2 separate regions of the Mus musculus genome follow, and region 1 is linked to region 2. The links are chromatin contacts, called in public promoter capture Hi-C maps. All regions are on one chromosome and are shown on one strand. The core of a region is the stretch at or near the end of the contact, and the rest is flanking DNA. Distances in the headings are between cores, read along the strand shown.

The links. Capture Hi-C pulls out chosen DNA fragments and counts their contacts.
Region 1: a promoter capture Hi-C map of pancreatic islet shows a contact between it and region 2. The contact joins the promoter of Rnf115 here to the promoter of Cgn in region 2.

What each region holds. Positions count from the first base shown.
Region 1 is chr3:96,724,324-96,729,181 of GRCm38.p6, forward strand. It overlaps Rnf115 (ring finger protein 115), which reads left to right and starts at 3,288. Exons shown (of 9, transcript NM_026406.3): 1 at 3,288-3,587. The coding sequence starts at 3,486. It overlaps Polr3c (polymerase (RNA) III (DNA directed) polypeptide C), which reads right to left and starts at 3,116. Exons shown (of 15, transcript NM_028925.1): 1 at 3,026-3,116; 2 at 1,511-1,676. The coding sequence starts at 1,657. It overlaps Gm22581 (a small nucleolar RNA gene), which reads right to left and starts at 77; the gene lies at 1-77.
Region 2 is chr3:94,784,756-94,789,822 of GRCm38.p6, forward strand. It overlaps Cgn (cingulin), which reads right to left and starts at 1,727. Exons shown (of 21, transcript NM_001037711.3): 1 at 1,621-1,727.

The sequences.
Region 1 (4,858 bases), core at 2,038-4,537, 1.9 Mb after region 2:
CAGCAGAACTTGTTGTGGCAGCCATCTAGGCCAGTTCCCACCATGACAGGGCAGGGACTGAATTTGACTTGACTGCATATAGAATCTTACTTCCTCTGTGGGTTAGTGTAGCCAATGTCAGTGCAGGAAATCAAGAGAATTCTTTGCTGTGATGTTCCTATTATGTCTGATTTTTTTTTTTTTTTTTTTTTTTTTGGTTTTTCGAGACAGGGTTTCTCTGTGTAGCCCTGGCTGTCCTGGAACTCACTCTGTAGACCAAGCTGGCCTCGAACTCAGAAATCCGCCTGCTTCTACCTCCCAAGTGCTGGGATTAAAGGCCTGTGTGCCACCACGCCCGGCTTATTTTGTCTGATCTTTATCTTTCTTCTAGTTTTCTGTTTTGAATGTGGTTCTCCTGGAGCCCAGGGAAGCCTTACACTTGTTGTGTATCTGAGGGTGACCTTGAACTTCCCAGCCCCTCCTTTCAAGTCGTGGGATCATAAACATAAACACACCCAGTTCTATACAGTGTTGGAGATCAAAGCAGGACATTTTAGCTGCTATGCAGTGTGAATGGTCTTTGCTACTTTGTGGGTTCTTCTTTTTCCCACCCTTGATACTCCCTTCCCACTCCCATCCCCACCCGGGTTTCACCCTCTAACACTTCATAAGAGAGAAACAAGGAGGAATTAGGAAAATCCCTGAATTTAATTTCTTTCGTTTCTTCTTTGACCAACACTACTAGTAAATCACAACTTCCCTAAATGACCACCAACCCCCCGACTCCACATATTGGGGCTGGCATTTATACACACTCTGAAAAGTTCCCAGAATCCCAGACACTGCACAATCACAGGAACTATCTATAGCTGGCAGAACCATGCCTCTGCTAGAACATGAGGCAAATCATAGACAGTCTGAAGCAGCCCCATATCTGCATACTTGGGATTAAAATGAAAAAATATTCTTATAATATTTTTGTATTTTTTGTTTGTTTGTTTTTTTGAGACAGGGTTTCTCTGTGCAGCCCTGGCTGTCCTGGAACTCACTCTGTAGACCAGGCTGGCCTCGAACTCGGAAATCCACCTGCCTCTGCCTCCCGAGTGCTGGGATTAAAGGCGTGCGCCACCACGCCCGGCTCTATTTTTGTATTTTTAAAGAAACCAAAATCCTCAAACTGTCACTACAATGTAGTCACTCTACCAACTGAGCTACATTCTGGGCCAGGATGGGCAGCCCAGCTTACTTTGTTCTATCACTGTATTCCTTAAAGGCCATACCCCACCAGTAGACTTACTGTGAATAAATGAGTGTGGCATGGGAACAGCCAAGATGAGCTAGGAACACCACAAGCGGCAGTACACGGGGCCTAAGTACAATACCACACCCCACCCCACCCACTGTGGTACTGACCACAGGGCAGACGGTCTCTGTTCATACTTTCTAGGGGAAGGAGTTCTCCTGTCCAAAGGTACTTGAAGGAAATGATTGAAGAAGTTGAAGAGGAACAGACTCTCTTATCTAAACATACCTGGTCCAGGGATGCTTTTGTGTCGTGGGCAATTACTCTAAGTGGCTGGCTTCCAGTTCTGACTAGGTGGACTCCAATTTTTTCTACAATCTCACCAAAATGCTCTTGCAGCAACAAAGAACACAGTTTAATCTCTGCTTGAGTCATCGTTCTTAGAGCCTCAGAACTAGGAAAGAACAACAATATAAATTCACATATTTTTTTTCTAGAGGGCAACTTGACAATATAAATCAAACCCTCTATATATTAAGGCATATATTTGCCTTAATATTTATAAGTTGAGATCCTTTGTTCCAAGGATGTAGTAAAAACCATGCCATGAGTTCTCTTCACAATACTGGCATTGACATAAATAATCTAGCATCTATCAATAAATTATAGTATAACCTTAAGAGAGTATACTATGCCAACATTTAAAATGACTTCATACAATATAACTACCATAAAATATTCCTAATGTGTTGTCATTTAGTAATTGCAATGGTCAGATATGATGGTGTACACTGCCTGTAATTCTTGCACACAGGAGACCAAAGTCAAAGAATCAATAGTTCCAGGTCAACCTGGGCACAAAGTGAGTTCAAAGCCAGCCTGTGTTATACAGCAAGACTCTGGTGGGTAATACACCCACCACCCACCAAAACAAAGAACTAGAAAACTAGACATCAAATTTGTTTTCTAAAGCCAGGTATGGTGGTGCAAGCCTACAATTTCAGCACTTAGGAGGTGGAAGTATGAGGGTCAGGAGCTCATGGTTACATATTGAGTTCAAAACCAGGTTGGCTACATGAGATCCTATTAAAATTAAAAAAAAAAAAAAAAAAAAGGCAAGCCATCCTCCCCTATATATGCCATTTATTTTAATGGGAATATATGTGGTTTGTGGTTCCAATAATCTTTAAAGACTGGATTCATCTCGGTATGGTGGCTAACATCTGTATTTCCAGCACTAAAGCTAGAAGACTGTCATAAACTGAAGGCCAGCCTGGGCTACATAATAAATACCAAGCAAATCTGGTCCAGAGTGAGACCTTTAAAAGCAAAGGGGGAGGGAAAGTGCGAATAACTTTCTGTCACAGATACAAAGACCTAAGGCTCATGACCCAGTGGGGTACAACTTATTCCCAAGCCATAAACCACGACTTAGATAGATAAAGTAAAAAAAGAGCTTCTTAGGGTATTTCAATTAGGAGATGAAGTTATGTTCCATTGAGAACCATATTAAATTTTTACATCATGAGACACAAGCAGGAATGGGTGTAGTTGATTTTGAAATTACCTCCCTATCACAAGCTCCAACTCTCTCGAACCTAAATTTTTGTCCCTCTTGCCACAGTGTCGCAGAGAAGACTATTTCACTTAGCCACACACACGTCTTTGGAGAAACATCCTTAGACCAGTTGCCATCCTTGAATGCATTTCCTGGCTCCTCTCCCTTCATGCAAGTTTCTGTTCCGGACTTTGTTTCTTGGCCCTGAGTCAGGGCCTCCTCATTCCGGCAGCGTTTTCACTAACCTCAGGGTCGGGGCTAATTTAGAAGCTCCAAATGTTGTCCTCCCGAGGCCAGCAGCCTCAGCTCATGAGCTTCCCATCGCCCCTTCTTAGAAGTAGAGCACCATCCAGGCGGACGCGGAAGGGTCAGAGCACGGGCCGCTCTAGCCGACAGTGTCGGTGGTTTCCGGGGACGCTCTTTCTCTCCTCTCGTTGGGAGGCTGGAGGACCGGCCAGGGGCTGTCTGAGGTGCCGGCGGGCGGGCTCTCCTCTGCCTTTGGTGCCGGGAGGCGGGCCTCGGGTCGCGTGGCCGCTGGCGGGCGGGCCTCTCGGGGCCGGGCGGACTCACGTGACCCTTGCGGGCCTCGGAGCGGCGGGCCGCCCAGAGGAGGCGGCGACGGCGGTGGCGACCGCAGCACGGGAGGTAGCGGCCTGGGGAGGGACCGCCGGCCGCCCTTTCGGACATCCTCGGCGGAGGCGAAACATGGCGGAGGCCTCGGCGGCGGGGGCGGACGCGGGCTCCGCTGTCGCCGCACACCGTTTCTTCTGCCACTTTTGTAAGGGCGAGGTCAATCCCAAACTACCGGTAAGAGCCCCGTGTGTCCCGCGCTCCGGCGCCGCGTAGGTCCTTGGCTCCTAGGGCTGGAAACCGGGTCTTAGGCTGCCCGCACACCCGTGATTCCCTTGACACCGGTGTTCTCGGTACCTGCTGCCCGCTGTCTCCGGGCACTGGTCGCAAACCCTGGGCATCAGGGCCAGGGTCCTGCCTATCCCTCATTTCCGCGGCGTCTCCAATCAGCCCCTCATTTCGCTTCCGCTCTTTAATACCACCCCCATCTTTTTTTGTCTCCTCGGTGAATTCTCGGGCAAATCTGCGTCCAATTTGCTCTCAGTCCCCTTCCTTGTCTTTTCGCGATGACCTATCCCCTGTACTCTTTCCGTTTTTGCGGCTCACCTACTCTTTATTTTTCTTCCCACTTCTCAACCAGATCCTCCCCCCTTCTGCATCCTCAGTGAGCCGAAATAGCATATTGCTGAGGACTTCTTAGTAGGTTTTGTTGAAGTACAGAAAGAGGAGGTTTGGAAGGTAACAGGGAAGAGGGAGATTTTGTTCTTCAGTGGTTTTTGGGTTCTTGTGAAAGTGAAAATAGCAGTGTACCAATGACTTGCAGACTGCGCTCCCTGTTGCTATCGAAGGAAATGGCTTTGGGAAGAAGGTAGGACGTACTGTCTCAACTTATTTTGGATATCACGTTGCCAGTGTCTTTAGCTCCACTTTCCTAGCCCACCCCCTCCATTTTTTTTTTTTTTCTGCCCAGGAAAACAAAAAAAGAACAGAATGTTGGGACTGCTTTCTCTGATATAAAATTGGCTCTGCCAGGCTGTCAGCCAATAGAGAGGTAGGGCTATGCTTTAAGAAAAGGTTTCTGCAGCATGCTAGCCAGTGCCAGCGCCCCCAATTATAATAAGCCTTTTTCTTGTTCGGTGGCGACATTTCTTAAAACGAGTGGCTATGTCATAATTTATTTTATAATCACAGTATCTTGAATACATGGTGTCTTTCTGTTTTTTGTTTGCTTTTTGCACCAAAGTCTCACCATGTTGTCCTGGCTGTCCTGGAACTTGCTTATTCGGATCAGGCTGGCCTAGAGCTCACAGAGGTCTGTCTGCTTCTGCCTTCCTAGGGTTGGGATTAAAAGTGTGCACCGCCATTCCTGGCTTTGAATACACTCTTAAGAGAAGGCCGACTAAGTTTCTGTGTCATAATTAGCTATATCTACTGTGGGTTGGTTTCATTTGCTGCCTTTGCTTTATGCTGATGTGCTGTCTGCCATATTTCAACTTGGGAAAGTTTTT
Region 2 (5,067 bases), core at 477-2,976:
GAGCAAGACCCATACTCCCAAATACCCAGGATGAAAGGAACACGTAGGCAGCTTTGTCTACAAACATAGCGGTTGCTAATTATTTCCCAATTACAGCAACTGTCTTCAGACAGAGCATCAAAGGGGCCAAGCTAAGGTTGACTCTGCTTCACCGCTGCCTACGGCAAGGAAATTCACCTCAGAAGTTGTCTGGTGCCCAACGTATACCTCGTCTGTGGCCTGGGAATGTGGAGGTGTAAGTCCCCTAGTCTTTTGGTCTCCTAGGGAGTTCTGCCTATGTTTCTGCACCACTAGTAAGTACTCTAGTCTATCAAAGATCGTGAATCAAGGATGCCAACTAGGATTTCAGGGAATCAAGAGGATTCTGGGAAGGGTCAAGGAAATTAGCTGCACTTCCAGATCTCACCAGTGTCCCCCAATCTAGAACTAGAGAAAAAGAAGGAAATATAGGGCTGGAGAGATGGCTCAGCGGTTAAGACTGTTCTTCCAAAGGTCCTGAGTTCAAATCCCAGCAACCACATGGTGGCTCACAACCTTCTGTACAGCTACAGTATACTCATATACATAAAATAAATAAATAAATAAATCTTTTTAAAAAATATACAAAGAGACTACTTTGTAACAGAAAAAAAGAAGGAAATATGTATTTGCTGGAAGGAAAAATTTTTACATCAGCCTCAAGAAAGAAGACTATTTCTAGGTGGGTGTGGTGATATGAACCTGTAATCCAGGCACTGGGAGCGGAAGGCAGCCCACCAGTTCAAGGTCAGCCTCAGCTGTACAGCAAGTTCAAGTCCAGCATGGGCTATGGCAAATTCAAGGCCAGCATGGGCCATATGAAACCCAGTATCAATCCTCGTTTCACATCCCCGAGAAAGCAAACATTTTCAGCTAGTATGTGGGTCGAGGGATTTATGCTTCTCCATTCCCATTCCCCTCTCTTGTAGAATACACACAGTTCTTTCTAGAGGAAGAAGGAAAAAATTTCCCTGGCATGAAAGCAAAGAAAGAAACAGCCTTAAATAATCTCACACCTAGGAAAGAGATGGGTGCCCTCGTATTCTGACCTTAGTGTCTTACTGGCAACTGCTTTCACCTGTAGGCAAATGGTCAGGGAATGACCCCACACCTCAGCATTTCCAAAGCCAGAAGGAGAGTGTCAGAGACCAGTAAGGACTGACGGGGGCGGGGAGGGGGTAGTTACCCCCAAAACCAGCACATGCGGATATCACCACTTCAGTCTCTGAACCTCTGGCGGCACTTCCATTTGCTCCAATAGGATGAACCCTCCCCCGCCCCCATGCTGGTCTCCAAGAGAAATTCTGCCCCAAGGGCTGGCGCCTGACCTCCAGAGATTGTAGCGCTGAAATGCATGCATGCCCTGGGAATAACCTAACCCTCAGGTGCCTCACACCTGGCACCTTCCCAGCCACTCGCTTCTGACACCGTGGAGTAGGGGTTAGCTCTTAGCTCTGCCACCGCACTCTGACCGCCCTTCCTGCTAAACTCAGCACCTGTGCCCAGGAGGAGGGCATTTGATGCCTCTACTCCGGCCCTCGAGCATACTCCTGAGGACCCACTCGCATCGCAGGTGTCCTCGCTCCAGACAGATTCACTCACCCCGGTCCAGATCAGTGCTCCCGGATTCACACACCCCGCAGGGGATCGCGCTCCGACCAGCCGAGCTACACGCGCTGCTGCAGCCCAGCCCCTCCGAGCTCTGAGCTCCCTCCTTTCCCCCGCCCACCAACCTGTTACTCCCCAGGAGCTCCGCCCCATTGGCCGTCACCTCCCGCCCCGCCTCACCCCTTCTTCTATTGGTCAGTTTCCCGCAAGGGGCGGAGCAGACACCGCGGGAACCCAGAACCGGGGTCCCCAGCCCGGTGGACGGGAGGGGCGGTGGGGTCACGTGGACTGGTGGGGCGAGGGCGGGGCACCGGGGGACCTAAGAGGCCATTTTGGGGGCGTCGGGGCTCTGCGGACCCGCGTAGCTTAGCGCCAGAGCATCCCCTGGGTTCTGTGGGAAGTGCCTTCCTCGTGCTCTTCTCAAAGCAAATCTCGGTTCACAGCCCTTTCTGCCCTTCATCTGCCTCCGCATAAGCCAGAATACAGTTCTGTCGCTTTCCGCAGAAAATTTCTTCGTAGTCTCCCGATGTCAGCGCGTTCTGCATCTCTGCTCGCCTGCCTTATCGGCAATCCGAACCAAAATCTCAGTCGTGGATTCTCATCCTCGGGCTCCTGGCCTCCATAATCATTTTGCACCCTTTTTCTTTGGAAGATGTAATCACCCAATTTACATCACCCTAAAAATCATTTTCATTTTATCTCCCTATGAAAATCTCGGCCAGAGCCGAGATCTTCATTTTCTTTTGTTTTGTACGCTTCATCTCAAACGCCTATAACAGAGGTCAGCACATAGTTGGCTCTTAATAAAATGTGTAGAATGAATGACTTGGGAACCGAGTGCTGTAAATTTACACGCATCAGAATAAGCTTTATAAGCAGAAAGGAGCTCAACTACAGATTGTAAATCCATCTTTTCTGAAAGCCTGTCAAGTAGGGCTTTTGGTCCCACTACACCGAAAAGACTCTGGGGTGCTTTGCGTGCAGACTGAGGCAGGTAACATTAAAGCTGGCTCCTAGTGTCAATCGCTGAGGTATGTTAAAAGAAGATTGGCTTAGCTTACCTTGCTGGCCTCTGAATAGTTCTCTCCTTTATTTGTTCAGTAAATATTTATTGTAATATATTTAGATTTGAAGAGGAATCTTCCCTACAGCCAGCATTTCTGTGGCGTTAGCTGGAGATCATTCCCTTCCCCTCCCCCAGCCTTCAGATGCTGGGCGTGGACCCTGGAGGGGAAAGTCCACCTACCTGTTCTGTAGCTGGGTTGCTAGGTCTCCGCATTCCATGAGAAGCCTTCTATGAGGGATACAGCCCTTAAGGAGGAACAAGGAGGGAGGGAGAGAGAGGGAGAGAGAGGGGGAGAGAGAGCGAGAGAGAGAGAGAGAGAGAGAGAGAGAGAGAGAGAGAGAGAGAGAGAGAGAGAGAGGAAATATGTGCGGTTTGGGCGACCTATTGCAGAGGTGGTGTCCCTTCTGGGTCAGGTTACTTTTACACCAAAGAGTGGTCTGGAAAAGAGATCTTAAAAATAAACAACTAAACAATCAAACGGACAGACTGATGAATTGGCCCCAATACTAGTAAAGTGAAGGTAATTGAATTCTCCTGGGTACCCCTTAGACTGTATTTAGTGTATTTATAGAAGATAGAAATAGAGTAGTTATCCAACATTAAAGCACGGGTGGGGAGAAATGGGAGCCTGAGTCATCCACCATCAACTTTTCTTCCTTGGGGGATGAACTCAGAGAGCTTTAAGCTCAGATGAAGAAGAGGGGGGAAGCTTCCCCTCCCCCCCCCCCAGATTTCAAAAGAAAATCTATCCTGGTGCACACCTTTGATCTAGCAGAGAGTTTGGGGCTAGCCTGGTCTTCAAATCAAATTCCAAGCCAACCAGAGCTACACCATGGGGGAAGGTGTCATGGAGAGACACTAAAAGACCCAACCCCCCACCCCACCCCTTTTCTGAAAGAGTAGTTGTGAAAGAAGAGGGTGTTGAAGAAATTGAGTCAGATAACTTTAGACACCTGATTGCTGGACCTGCCACAGAGAAATGTGATTGATTCTCTTCGAGGCTGAAAATAATCTCAAAAAACGTGGAGCTGTTGAAATGATCTGTAGCTGGGGGTGAGGAGGGGTATGATAGAGGCCAGTGGAAAGTCACAAATGATTTGCTTAGTAGAAGATTTCTTTTCAACCAAAAGGTATAACCTGATGTGAACTTTTAGAAAACAGGTTAGGTTATATACCCATAGGGGTCTTTTCTACAGGTCATACTAGAGAGATTTCTGGTTTTGGTTGGTTGGTTTTAAAAGATTTATTTATTTTATTAATATGAGTACAGTGTAACTGACACACCAGAAGAGGGCATCAGATCCCATTTCAGACTGTTGTAAGCCACCATGTGGTTGCTGGGAATTGAACTCAGGACCTCTGGAAGAGCAGTCACTGCTCTTAACCACTGAGCCATCTCTCCAGCCCATAGAGAGGTTTCTCTAACTGTGCAGATAAAAAGAAAAGGAAAGAAAGAAAGAAAGAAAGAAAGAAAGAAAGAAAGAAAGAAAGAAAGAAAGAAAGAAAGAAAGAAAGAAAGAAAGGAAGAAAGAAAGAAAGAGGAAGAAAGGAAGGAAGAAAGGAAAACAGGTAATGTTAATGGTCTGTGGTTCAGAAGAGTGCTAGCCTAGCCTGTGCTGAGGATTTGGCTCAGTAGAAAAGTATTGCCTGTCATGTCTAAGGGCCTAGGGTCAACCAGTTGGAGAAAAGGTGTCACAGAGGAGCACCTGCCTAGGGGAAAAAAAAAAGCTGGAGAAAGATGAATGGGAATAAGAGAATGTACAATGGCCAGAAGAGGGAGCCTATAGTGTGAACAAAGGAATGAGGAAGTAGTGGGAAGATAAGGGGTGTTAAACATCAACATAAACTGTACAGTTTATATGTAGTCCAGTGTCTTAGTTAGGGTTTTACTGCTATGAACAGATTCCGTGACCAAGGCAAGTCTTATAAGGACAACATTTAATTAGGGCTAGCTTACAGGTTCAGAGGTTCAGTCCATTATCATCAAGGTGAGAACATGGCAGCATCCAGGCAAGCATAGTACAGGAGGAGCTGAGAGTTCATCTTCATCTGAAGGCTGCTATTGGAAGACTGACTTCCAGGCAGCTAGGATGAGGGCTTTAAAGCCCACACCCACCGTGACACAACTCTTAATAGTGCCACTCCCTGGGCCAAGCATATTCAAACCATGACACCCAGGCTGGCCCTCTCCATCCTTCAACCTGAGCCTCAGAGCATGAGGTTGCAAGAGCACACCAAGACACCCCACTACAGAAGGCTTTGGAGCAAGCCAGCTGAGGCCTGGCAGAAGGCCAAGCTCGGCCTGTGTGATAGATGCAATGGTAAGGCTTGATGGAGGAGGCCAGCCTTGCACACTAGGGCAGTGCAGAACAAAG